Linked DNA regions of Drosophila melanogaster: regions 2, 3 and 4 are each linked to region 1. Evidence: chromatin contacts called from public Hi-C data. All regions are on one chromosome and are shown on one strand. Each heading gives the region's core, a stretch centred on a gene start, on an enhancer-like site or on the middle of the called end of the contact. The rest is flanking DNA. Distances are from core to core; before and after follow the strand shown.

Region 1 (2,589 bases), core at 47-2,546:
AAGGCCTGATCATACTGCTATCAAACAGAATTGAAGAGGAATTGTATTATATGTGACATGAAAACCTATAGGAGTATTATATAAAGTAAACGTCCATTTTTGGGCTAAATGCGTGAATCTCAAAATGAAAAAAGGGTCAAATATACCAGACCAGAAAATGAAGGTTTTGTTGCTTTGTGGTTTGGATATTTTCCCGTTGTCCTATATATTTTGTAAAATATAAAACGATTTCGTAGATTCTCCGTCCAGTTACCCGCTTTACTTAATATGGAGAATATTAAAATATTGTTTGTTTTTTTACCCTTAACTTATTTTATTCGGACTAGCAATGCCGTTTTTTTTTTGTTAAGGATATATAAAGATTCTTAAACTCTTTCATTTCAATGCGAAATATTTGAAAAAAGTGTGTATATATAGGATTTGTACAAAACAAATGCTCTCGGTGTTCTTCAAAAACAAAAAACAAACAAATGGCTTACAATTACCAAACCCCATAACTTGGGTTAAGGGATCATCTCACAATTGAAAAAAAGTAAACTATAGTACTATCCTTCAGCACCAAAATCGAGTATATATTTTTTTCTTATTGCAAAACCTTTGGAAGCCTTTTGTATATAAGAATATATTTTACATTTAATAAGCAACAGAAAAAGAATATGTTTAATTTTTTATATTCACATTTTACCACAGCGGCTTTTTTTTTAATATGTTCTATAATATTATTCTTATTCTGAACCTCGAGCAGAAGAGATTTTATTGACCTTCCCGTCTAAGAACTGAGCTACCCCATGCTTATACTGTGTTTCCGTGTTTGACAAAAACCAAAACTGACTGTGTCCATATATATAGTGTAATTGGAATATAAACGGTTAGTAGTACTAAATTAGGAAGAATGCTTGTCCGATCCGTTCACACTGGTAACGTTAGAATACCGGAGAAAAACTATTATTACTTAAAATGCTAATTAAGTTTAAAAAACATTTTTGTATTTCAGTACAATAATAAAAAATTTAATCATCTCCGCTAGTGAGCAAAATTCAAATATAACGACAGTGACTCTTCTGCATATAAACTTGAGATTTGCAAAAATATAGATGCATCAACTTCATAAATTCACACTTGGCTGGTTTGTCGCTCTTACCGAAATATCCTGATATATTCCTTTTGCACATACATAAATATACTTATATTATATGTCGTTTTTAATACATACCCCCACATTAATCACACTGCACATGGTCTATTCAAAGCCATATAAATAACAAGATGCGTAACGGCCATACCAAAGACACTAGAATAACAAGATGCGTAACGGCCATACATTGGTTTGGCACTATGCAGCCACTTTTTTGGTGACGGCCAAAATTGCTCTCTTTCCGCTCGCTCACGCTGAGAACATAAGAAATCTAAAAATAGAATTTGCTTGCTTGTGTGAGTAAAAACAAGAGACGGGAACGCGTATATGTGTGGGTGTTGTGCTAGAAGACGATTTTCGGGCCGAAATCAATTCTGATCAAAGAAATGAATTTACATTGTACATATTAGGGTAGTTTTTTGCCAATTTCGTAGCAATATGATGAAATAAAATAATTTTTAAAAATTCGCGCCCTTCTTATTATAATTTTAAAATTTTAATTTTAATTTTAAAATTTTTTAATTTTAAAGCTTTTTAAATTCGTTTGTTAAAATCGCCGCTCGAATTAGCTACCGTTTACATATTTATATTTATGTTGATAATTATTTATGTGTAATATGTGTAATAGTCGGTACCCAGGGAACACTACGGGGAGGCCATTACAATTGTAATGGGGTCTTATATTTACGTATATGACCTTCGAGTCGACTTGAAATATTTTAATGTTTAACATTAAAACATTTCCATATTCCCCAATTAAGTTATTTTTCTAACTATTGTTTTTTATTATATATTGCTCGATTTTTCAGTCGTCAGTTATTTAAATAACGCTCATTTTTTTTATTCATGAGATAGAATGCTGAGCTTAGCTTGCTTTTTTTGTCTATCAGCTATCACAGTCCACTTACAATGCTTAAAAAGCAAAACTTTTATAAGTTTGTTTAAAAGATCTGTTCTATGTGCATAACATTCATTATTTTCATAAAACCATAATGGGAAGGCACTACTTTCATTTGTGCACTTAATGCATTGCTCAACAATAAATTTTTTTATACACATTTGTTTTTTATTATTTTTAAAAATATTTTCGAAAGCTTTAATGTGTATTTTGTAAATATTAAAAAATAAATCAGATGGTGCCCTTAATTTCCCGAAGTCCGATTCTATTGAGTAGTTTTTCTCATGTATAAAAAGCTCTGATGGAGCTGTTAAATGCTCGGTTTCTTTTAAAATTACCGATCTGCATTTATCGCAACTGGATCCCTTAGCAATATATCCAACAAAATATCTACTGGAAGTTAATTCAATGGGTACATCATTGCACAAAAAGTTATCTATATTTTGGTCAAAGTACCTCTCATTGTCTTGCACGATTTTGGAAAATGATACAGAGTATTCTTGTTGCTGTATTTCTTTTTTTTCAACGAAAGGCTGATATATTATCGAATCGAACT
Region 2 (2,589 bases), core at 39-2,538, 130 kb before region 1:
ATTCATAGGGGCAGACGGAAGTATCAACTCGGATGGGTGTTTCTTTCTAATCTAGACACATACATATGTATGTATATACTACATAGGGTTTATGTGTGTTTAAATTGATATGGGCGTTACAGTTTTGAACGATTTGTAGGTATTTGGTTAAAATTGTTTTTGGCAGTTTTTGGGCGGTTCGTGGTCGTTAGAACAAGCGTGTAAACATTTGGAAACATGTGAGTATAAAATGGGATCGATGCGTTCCTATTACATACATATACTTTCTATGATCGGAGACGGTTTCTTCTACCAATTACATACATTGCAGCGAATCTAATACATATACGATTTTACTTTACAAGTAATGGGTATAATATAGGAAATAAACAAAAATCGGCAAGCCGATTTTTATATGCTTATACTGAATAATATCTATTTATGATCACGAACAGAAAAAATTTGACTTTTCCAAGGCATATGGTCGAAAACTGTTCAATACCGAGATAAAACACTTTCTAACAAAAAAGAAGATATGTATGTATGTTCCCCTTTGTCGAGGTCTTTCTGCCATACATGTAGTATGCATAGTATCGGCAACAGAAAGGCTTTTAGAAAGATTTAGTGAGAAACGGGCGTACGGATATGGCTATGTCCACCTGGCTCTTGACACTTCACATTATTTAGGATATTTTTACTGAAGTTTAAATTTACTATTTAAATAATAAAAATTACTGCGATTTCCCGTTTTAACCATCATACAACCTTAAATACGAATTGATCCGGCTATTTAAGCTCTATATAATTGTATATGTGTATGCTTTAAGAAATACGCATCCATCGATAGATCAAGATAAAAGTATCGGAAATAAATTATTATATTGTGTTCACACAGTTAAGTCACTAAGGCCATTTCCATTTCATTTACATAGCACAAAATTGATACGAAACGACAAGAACTTCAATGACAGGTGCGTATCAAACAATAGTGGTTACAAAAACCATTCTATAGCAACTCTTTTTAGTCAAGGGGCACCTCCGCTTTTCGTGGTTATCAATGCCTAAGCCATTGAAATATTATATTATATTATCAATTTCATTACATCAACTTCAACTTTATATTCAACAATATGAATTGAAAATTGGTACAGTCTGAAAATATGCGTTTATACGAGCGGATAATTTTAATTGCTATGATTTCTCAATCCGTTAACGGTTTCCATTCCGTTGCGAGTTATTAAACGATTACTTAAGAGAATCGATTACAATTTTTATCAAAAAGAATACGTAAATGATATAAATGAAAACAAAAGGTTTGGCCACACTTTCGAAAAAATATGTATACAATTAAATGAAAATAAATATGAGTTTTGGATTTTAAGCATCACTATGAGTATTGCCGACGTGGAGTACGAATATGTTGTGTTAAAAGTAAGTTCAATATAAAGTAGGACTAAGAACCGAGTTCTCGTTTTACCATAAATAGTTCCATTCGTGTGAAATCTGTTTTTTAGCGTTTCAAAATGCACATATTCTGTTTCAGATAAACGGTTACGATATTAGTCATTTGTCGAGGTATGAAGCGGTTCAAAAGTTCCTTCAATCTAAAGAAACCCTTGTCGTAGAAATACGCAGACAGAAACACAATGCATTAGATTTAGAATTAAAACATGGCTCCAATGCCAAAATATCAAAAGTGGACAATCCCGGAGAACTTTCTGTCCTAACTGACAAGTCAGCAGAAGGGACGATCACAGCTGCCAGTGCCTCTCAACAAATAAATTGCCCATCTTCAACATCGTTGAAAGAAATCGAGACGAAAACTCCTGTGGTTTTAACTCTTCGGGCTAGAAGTCATGAGGATCGTTTGGGAAGTCTACAAGCCGCATCGAAGGAAACTCAAACCCAATCTGTCGTTGGTACGGACGTTTTAAAGGATAACGATTTGGTTAACACAATTACCGACAACTTCATAGAGCATGAACACCATTTGTTCGAACAATGCCTGGAACCGGAAATCGACATTGAGGTATTTACCATACATTACTACAGCAGTACCACAAAACTGTTCTGGTCTGTCTTCGCGATGTGCGATGGCGACTTCTCTATACACTTAAGACCCATTCTATGCTTATTTAATGCAAATACAAATTGCGTTTGTATGAGCATTTGTGTAGCGTTTGCTTGGGCTGCGGGCCCACATTCAACCCTTGCCCTTGCGAAGTGCAGAAATTTTAAATGCTCATATTCTCCATATGTACATACATATGTATGTTGCAGTTTTGTTATATTCGTTGAGGAGAGACTATATACCAACACAAGCCATCTGTAGACTTTGAATGATCGAGCGGTCGGACGGGCATAACAGTTATTATTAATATTCACAAAGTTTATTATTAAAATTTTTTGGAGTTGTGTGTACACTGTCACTTGCTAAGTATTTGCACACAATGATATTTAAACAAATTTCGAGAAAGCAAAAAATATCAAATAAAATAAATAAAAATTTTTGGAAGGTATAAGGTGATTGCCTTTTGTACGCCAGTGGTTTATTTACTCTCGCCGTCTACATAAATATTATTGAAACCGATGTATTTATAACAGATCCTA
Region 3 (2,589 bases), core at 24-2,523, 91 kb before region 1:
ATTTTTATTAGCAGGATTTGATTTGTCTCTATAATTTTGGTTCCCTAGTTGTTTTTTTTTATTACACAAAATTGAGTGCTATTATACAACAAAAATTACATGCGTATTAATTTGTACTACTGGAATGACTATATTGATACAAAGGAATTTTTAAAATTTAACCGAAGTTCCGCATTCTTGTCCTAACATTTCGTGTTTTAAATTAACGGCAAAAATGTCGTTACTCTGGAATTAATAAAAAGTACCCAACGCACTTACATAAGTATGCAAAAATAATTTTATGTGTATAAAAGAAACTTATATTAAATCAAGTACATATTCGTGCGGGTCCCCTTTGTTCCGCAGTCTTCTTATATAATTATTGCCCATTAATATGGTTGTGTAAGAAGGCAATCTGGGAACTCCATAAAAAGGGTAGGGACAATTACCGCGATGTCTAGTGTTTTCCAGATTAGCTGTCGATATATCGACGCCCGTACAGATGTTTAAGCCTTTCCACACATACATTTATGAGTTTCCTATCGATATGGAAGAAAACGATAGGTGTTCACACTGTACTAACTTATTTTTATTGCTTTGTATCAGCAATTCTGTTGTTTTACTTAAGAATAGCAATTCAAATGGAGAAGACTTCTTTTATGTATCAACAAAGTAACTGATAAGAGATTATTTATTGGATGGATTGTAAGCTACTTATTTTTTCCATTGTGGTTAACAATTTACGATTTTTTTTTGGTTATAATAAAGATTTAAATAAAATAATTTCAACAAGTGCGTCAATTTTCCTTCATCTACGCACATATAGATGGTAATCGTGCGATAAACCTAATATTACGAAAATGGCGATCACGCATTCAACCGATAAATACAGAACTAAAATACTTCCTGATCAAAAACAAGAATTTATAATTTTTTTTCTATTATTTCCACTACGTTGCAATTTTCTGACAGAAATCACTATACGCTCTGCAATGGTTTAACAATAGGAAACGCTTTAGTTGGCTTTCAAATATTTTTCACAACATTTTCAACGAGTAGATTAGTTGAACTATTAATAGCTCATTAATGGACCGATTCTTTAGGTCTGCTAAATTATCATTCTTATATCTGTGAATTTATTTATTTACTGCATCGAATTTTTGAAAATAACGTATTCTCTACGCAATCACTGGTATTGGGTTGCCATATCGATTTCTATATATGTTAAGAGTTGCCGTTTGTATTTTTACACGCCGAGAGTTGCCATCCTGATACGAGCAGATGCGTGCTGAAGTCCAATCGATACTACAAAATACCAAAATACACAGAAAATATAAACAATATTGCATAAACAATATTGTACGAACGTTCGTTTTAGTGTTTAATCACATACTGTTTTTCCCCCATCCGAAAATCGAAGAAAATGTGTGACAATCAATATCTAATAAAAGAATCAGGATACATGTGCGACCATTCGTAATATAAATATGTATGTATATTTTGTAAATATTATTCCCTACTAACTAAACCCATCTGTGTGAATTTTTCCCAAAAGCCCTCTTATTATTGCAGGTAGTACATATATTAGTCGAAATAATTATGATCCGAAAGTTTTTTAATAAGGCTTTTGACCGTAATTAATTTCGAATTGGTTTAACCAAAAAGTGACGACGGTCATTTAAAAGGTCAGAAATTTAATTTAAAATATTAGAAGAGAAACTCTAATATTTTTATTTTGTGTCATACATTGCACCCATTCGGAATATACCGTTTTTTTTTAAAATTATATGTAATGCCCTTTGGCTTGCCACTCACTCGGTGAGGCCATAAGATGTTCTCCGATCGCCACCGTGTTTAAGAGAGAAAGTTGCAGAATGAAGTCTTACAAGCACATTTCTAAAAAAGGGACAACGCTCTTAAAAGGAAATAGTTATATATACCGAGTAATGACATCTGTGATTAGTCTATGATTTATATTATAATATAGCTACGCAGATCGTAACTAACAGATACCCCTTACATTGCTGGTAGGAGTTTTTACTCCTACTCTCTTTTGAGAGATGGAGAAAAAATAAAAAGAAAAACACTCTTCGATATTGGTCGATAGCTTAAGCTGGTGGCGGTTAGATTAATTGCCATTGTAATTTGCGGGCGTTACTCATTTGGCACTCTTAAAATCAAAGTGGAAAGAAAGGTGGATAAGTAAAAAAGGGTGCGGAATGAGTACCGTTTATATAGTGTGTTTATCAAGTAAATGACAATTTTTTCGTCACTAAAGTTGATATTACAACTTTTTATGTTGGAGGTTCGATCTGAAAATAGCAACAGCAATAAAACATCGACTCTCAGAAACCAGTTACCAGAAACCATCGACAAAAATTGGCCCGAAAAACATTAAAAAACTAAACAAAAACAATTCAAATTTCAAAAGTGCGGGCGTGGGGTTATGGGTTATGGGGTTATGTTGACATGGGTAAACAAACTTGAGCTGCGTCTATGTCTCTGGAATCTGCAAGTCAACTCTATAGCTTTATTAGTTCCTGAGATCGCGGCGTTCATATGGTTAGACGGACGAACAGACGAACATGTTCATATTGACTCGGCTATTGA
Region 4 (2,589 bases), core at 25-2,524, 78 kb after region 1:
TATATCGGATGATAGGCCGATTTTCCGCGCATCCGTCCCCGGTCAACGGTTCCACCACGTCCAGAGCCTCGGGAGGCACTACCAAATCCACTGGGCGAGCGCTGCAACCAGGCAGGACGAGACTAGTTTCAAAGAAAAGTAAATTATGTTCTAAAACTCATGTCAAATTACTTCACATACGTTATTGCCAAGTGAGTTTTGGTTGATGTCCTCCTCGGAGCTCGGTGTCAGTGCAAGAGGGCACTGAACCTTTTCCACGAAGAGCTTTTTGAACGATGGCAGGATCTGCGGCAGTAGGCAGTTCCGATCGAACAAGGACAGCATTTCCTCGCGTCCGTACCGGTATTCTGGAAATAGATTACGGGAAGCGGATGCCGCCGTGTTGTTTCCCAGGTTGTGCCCTCCAATCGAATTGTTTTGAGCTGCATTACCAACGTTGTAGGTACTGGGAGAGCCCGAAGGCTCGGCTGACATATTGCGCAACCATTCCGGGCCAAATTTCATTGAATCTGTCATTTTTATTTGCCTCTTGTTTAATGTTATGCTGACAATAAGTTCAAAAAAGTTTTTGGTTGATTTATTTGTAAGAAAGGCAATGAAATCAAATTTTCAGTGTTTTTGTTAAACTCCTAATGGCTTTATGATTCTGTGCACAATTGTTTATTTTTCAAACAGTTCAAGTTCTATAAATAAAGCAAACAGCTTCAAGTCTTTTTCAAAGCAAACAGTACAACAAAGGATTTATTTTAAAGCTTAGTTAAGAACTAGTGATAAAAAAAAACTTACCAGAGCTTTACAGAATGGATAGTAAAAGTAAAATAATATAATATAAAAGCAACACAGAAACCTAACCTAAAATATCAAACTGATTGTCACACACGAACGCGAAATACACATGCACCCTCATCACACATTAAAATTAACATGTTTATAGAATTGAAATGTCTGATTCGAGCTTTCATGTTTGAAATATAGAACTAATAGAACTAATATAGATCTAAAAGGTAAAAAAAATTCGTAAGTATCTGGACGCATACAGACACACAGTGATGTATGTACAAATTTTTGATTTGTGTGACTTTATCACACTGGGCGGGTGTGTTTTATTTTAAAGATTGTTTAGTTAATTCTTCTGGTAATCTTAATAAAATCAAGCCACTATAACTGCACATCCTAAAAAAATTTTTTAAATTGAATTTCGTAAAAATATTCAACTTACACGTACCACCGAGATATCTTAAAATACCAACGCCAACATAAGATAGAGCAAGGCCAGCGTGGCCGTCTTGCGATATGTCAAGCTTCCAATTTAATTTAGCACAGGGGTATTCTTGCCACTTTTGCTTCTTATACACTAGCTCCACTACTACTAGTTGACAGATACATCACCCTTGTCTTCACATTGCAACATCAAGCACCGGGATTTAGAGAATGCATAAGTGTCAATCTTTAAATCAACCAATCCGTCTGTCTGTAAGAACGTCTCGCTTTCAGGAACTATAAGAACTAGAACTTAAAGCATGCTGATTCTATAGATATAGACGCAGACGATGTTTCCACGACCACTAACTATGTGTTGATTTTTTTCTTTAAGTTGAGTAACGGGAATTCTTGCTTTAATATTATTATTTAATTATTATCACTGCCAAAGCTAGATTCCTACCTTGTTGTTAGCTTTGTATTGAAACTTAGTCTTTCGGAATTGTTAATAATTTTATATTTAACAAGCAGTCGATTTTCATTTCAAGTTCAAGTTTTTCAGTATTATAACATAACAGTAGAAATAGTAAAGTGTAAGTAAACGATGTATTAGTTTATTTTGAATAAATATATAAATACAAATGTATATATTTAAATATATATATATATATATATATATAGTAGTGGATATATATATTTATATATATATATATAAATTTTAATATGGTTACATTATTTTCATAACCGTTTTCATAACCACGTTTGTCTGGTTTGATCCAAAATGAATACCTGGTTTGTGATTATTTTGGTCTTTTTACATAAGTCATGAAGTGAGGGGTATGTGTCAAAAATTTGCTGCGATGTATACGCACCCCTTTTGTCTTTTGTATAACTGTCTGTTCGTACGTATGAACGCCCAGATATTGGAAACGAAAATCGCCAATGGTGCATGTGATTTGTCTGAAAACGATATGACGCCCATAACGCTGATGCCCATGTTCTGAAGGATTTTCGGATACCTTAATCGTATAACAGCGAAGCTCGAGCGATCTTAATCTTTACCACGTTTCGAGGCAGTGAGTACATCTGAAATTTTGGCACTGTTCCCAGATCGGGCGCTTAACGCATCGCTTATAATGCTTTTAATTTAGCGTAAGGGTCATTTCAAAATGTAAACCAAAAACGCAGACTTCGTAACGAGACCTAAAGTCAGTTGCACCCGTTCTGAGCGTTCCTGCGTGTGGGGGAAAAAATATCATTGCAACAGCAGGATCTCAGCCTGCTCCAAGTTAGGAGTATGAGAAGGAATGGCGAGCAGTAGGCGAGGCTTCTCGTTATCTCGGCAAGGATGAAAACGGCTTCTAAGGCAGTTAAACTTTATACATATAA

Evidence for each region. A called contact is a pair of places that touch in the nucleus more often than the background predicts.
Region 2: a contact with region 1 is called in a Hi-C map of the Kc167 cell line, with 7 times the contacts expected there. The contact joins the promoter of Slip1 here to the promoter of MED26 in region 1. A contact is called at or near these places in 19 of 107 Hi-C or Micro-C datasets (the Kc167 cell line, the OSC cell line, the S2 cell line and 8 more).
Region 3: a Hi-C map of the Kc167 cell line shows a contact between it and region 1, with 3 times the contacts expected there. The contact joins the promoter of ey here to the promoter of MED26 in region 1. A contact is called at or near these places in 21 of 107 Hi-C or Micro-C datasets (the Clone 8 cell line, the Kc167 cell line, the ML-DmBG3-c2 cell line and 8 more) and 1 of 6 datasets of contacts at active chromatin or transcription factors (the Kc167 cell line).
Region 4: a Hi-C map of the Kc167 cell line shows a contact between it and region 1, with 5 times the contacts expected there. The contact joins the promoter of Gyf here to the promoter of MED26 in region 1. A contact is called at or near these places in 55 of 107 Hi-C or Micro-C datasets (the Clone 8 cell line, the D17-c3 cell line, the Kc167 cell line and 20 more) and 1 of 6 datasets of contacts at active chromatin or transcription factors (the Kc167 cell line).

What each region holds. Positions count from the first base shown.
Region 1 is chr4:787,682-790,270 of dm6, forward strand. It overlaps MED26 (Mediator complex subunit 26), which reads right to left and starts at 1,297. Exons shown (of 6, transcript NM_166791.2): 1 at 1,214-1,297.
Region 2 is chr4:662,333-664,921 of dm6, forward strand. It overlaps Slip1 (SLo interacting protein 1), which reads left to right and starts at 1,289. Exons shown (of 6, transcript NM_143676.2): 1 at 1,289-1,410; 2 at 1,523-2,008. The coding sequence starts at 1,369. CG46466 reads right to left here and starts at 792. Exons shown (of 2, transcript NM_001382171.1): 1 at 621-792.
Region 3 is chr4:696,416-699,004 of dm6, forward strand. ey (eyeless) reads left to right here and starts at 1,274. Exons shown (of 8, transcript NM_166789.2): 1 at 1,274-1,468.
Region 4 is chr4:865,751-868,339 of dm6, forward strand. It overlaps Gyf (Gigyf), which reads right to left and starts at 1,275. Exons shown (of 10, transcript NM_001169357.4): 1 at 1,226-1,275; 2 at 181-544; 3 at 1-122. The coding sequence starts at 516. It also overlaps a transcript of unc-13 not described here and asRNA:CR43425.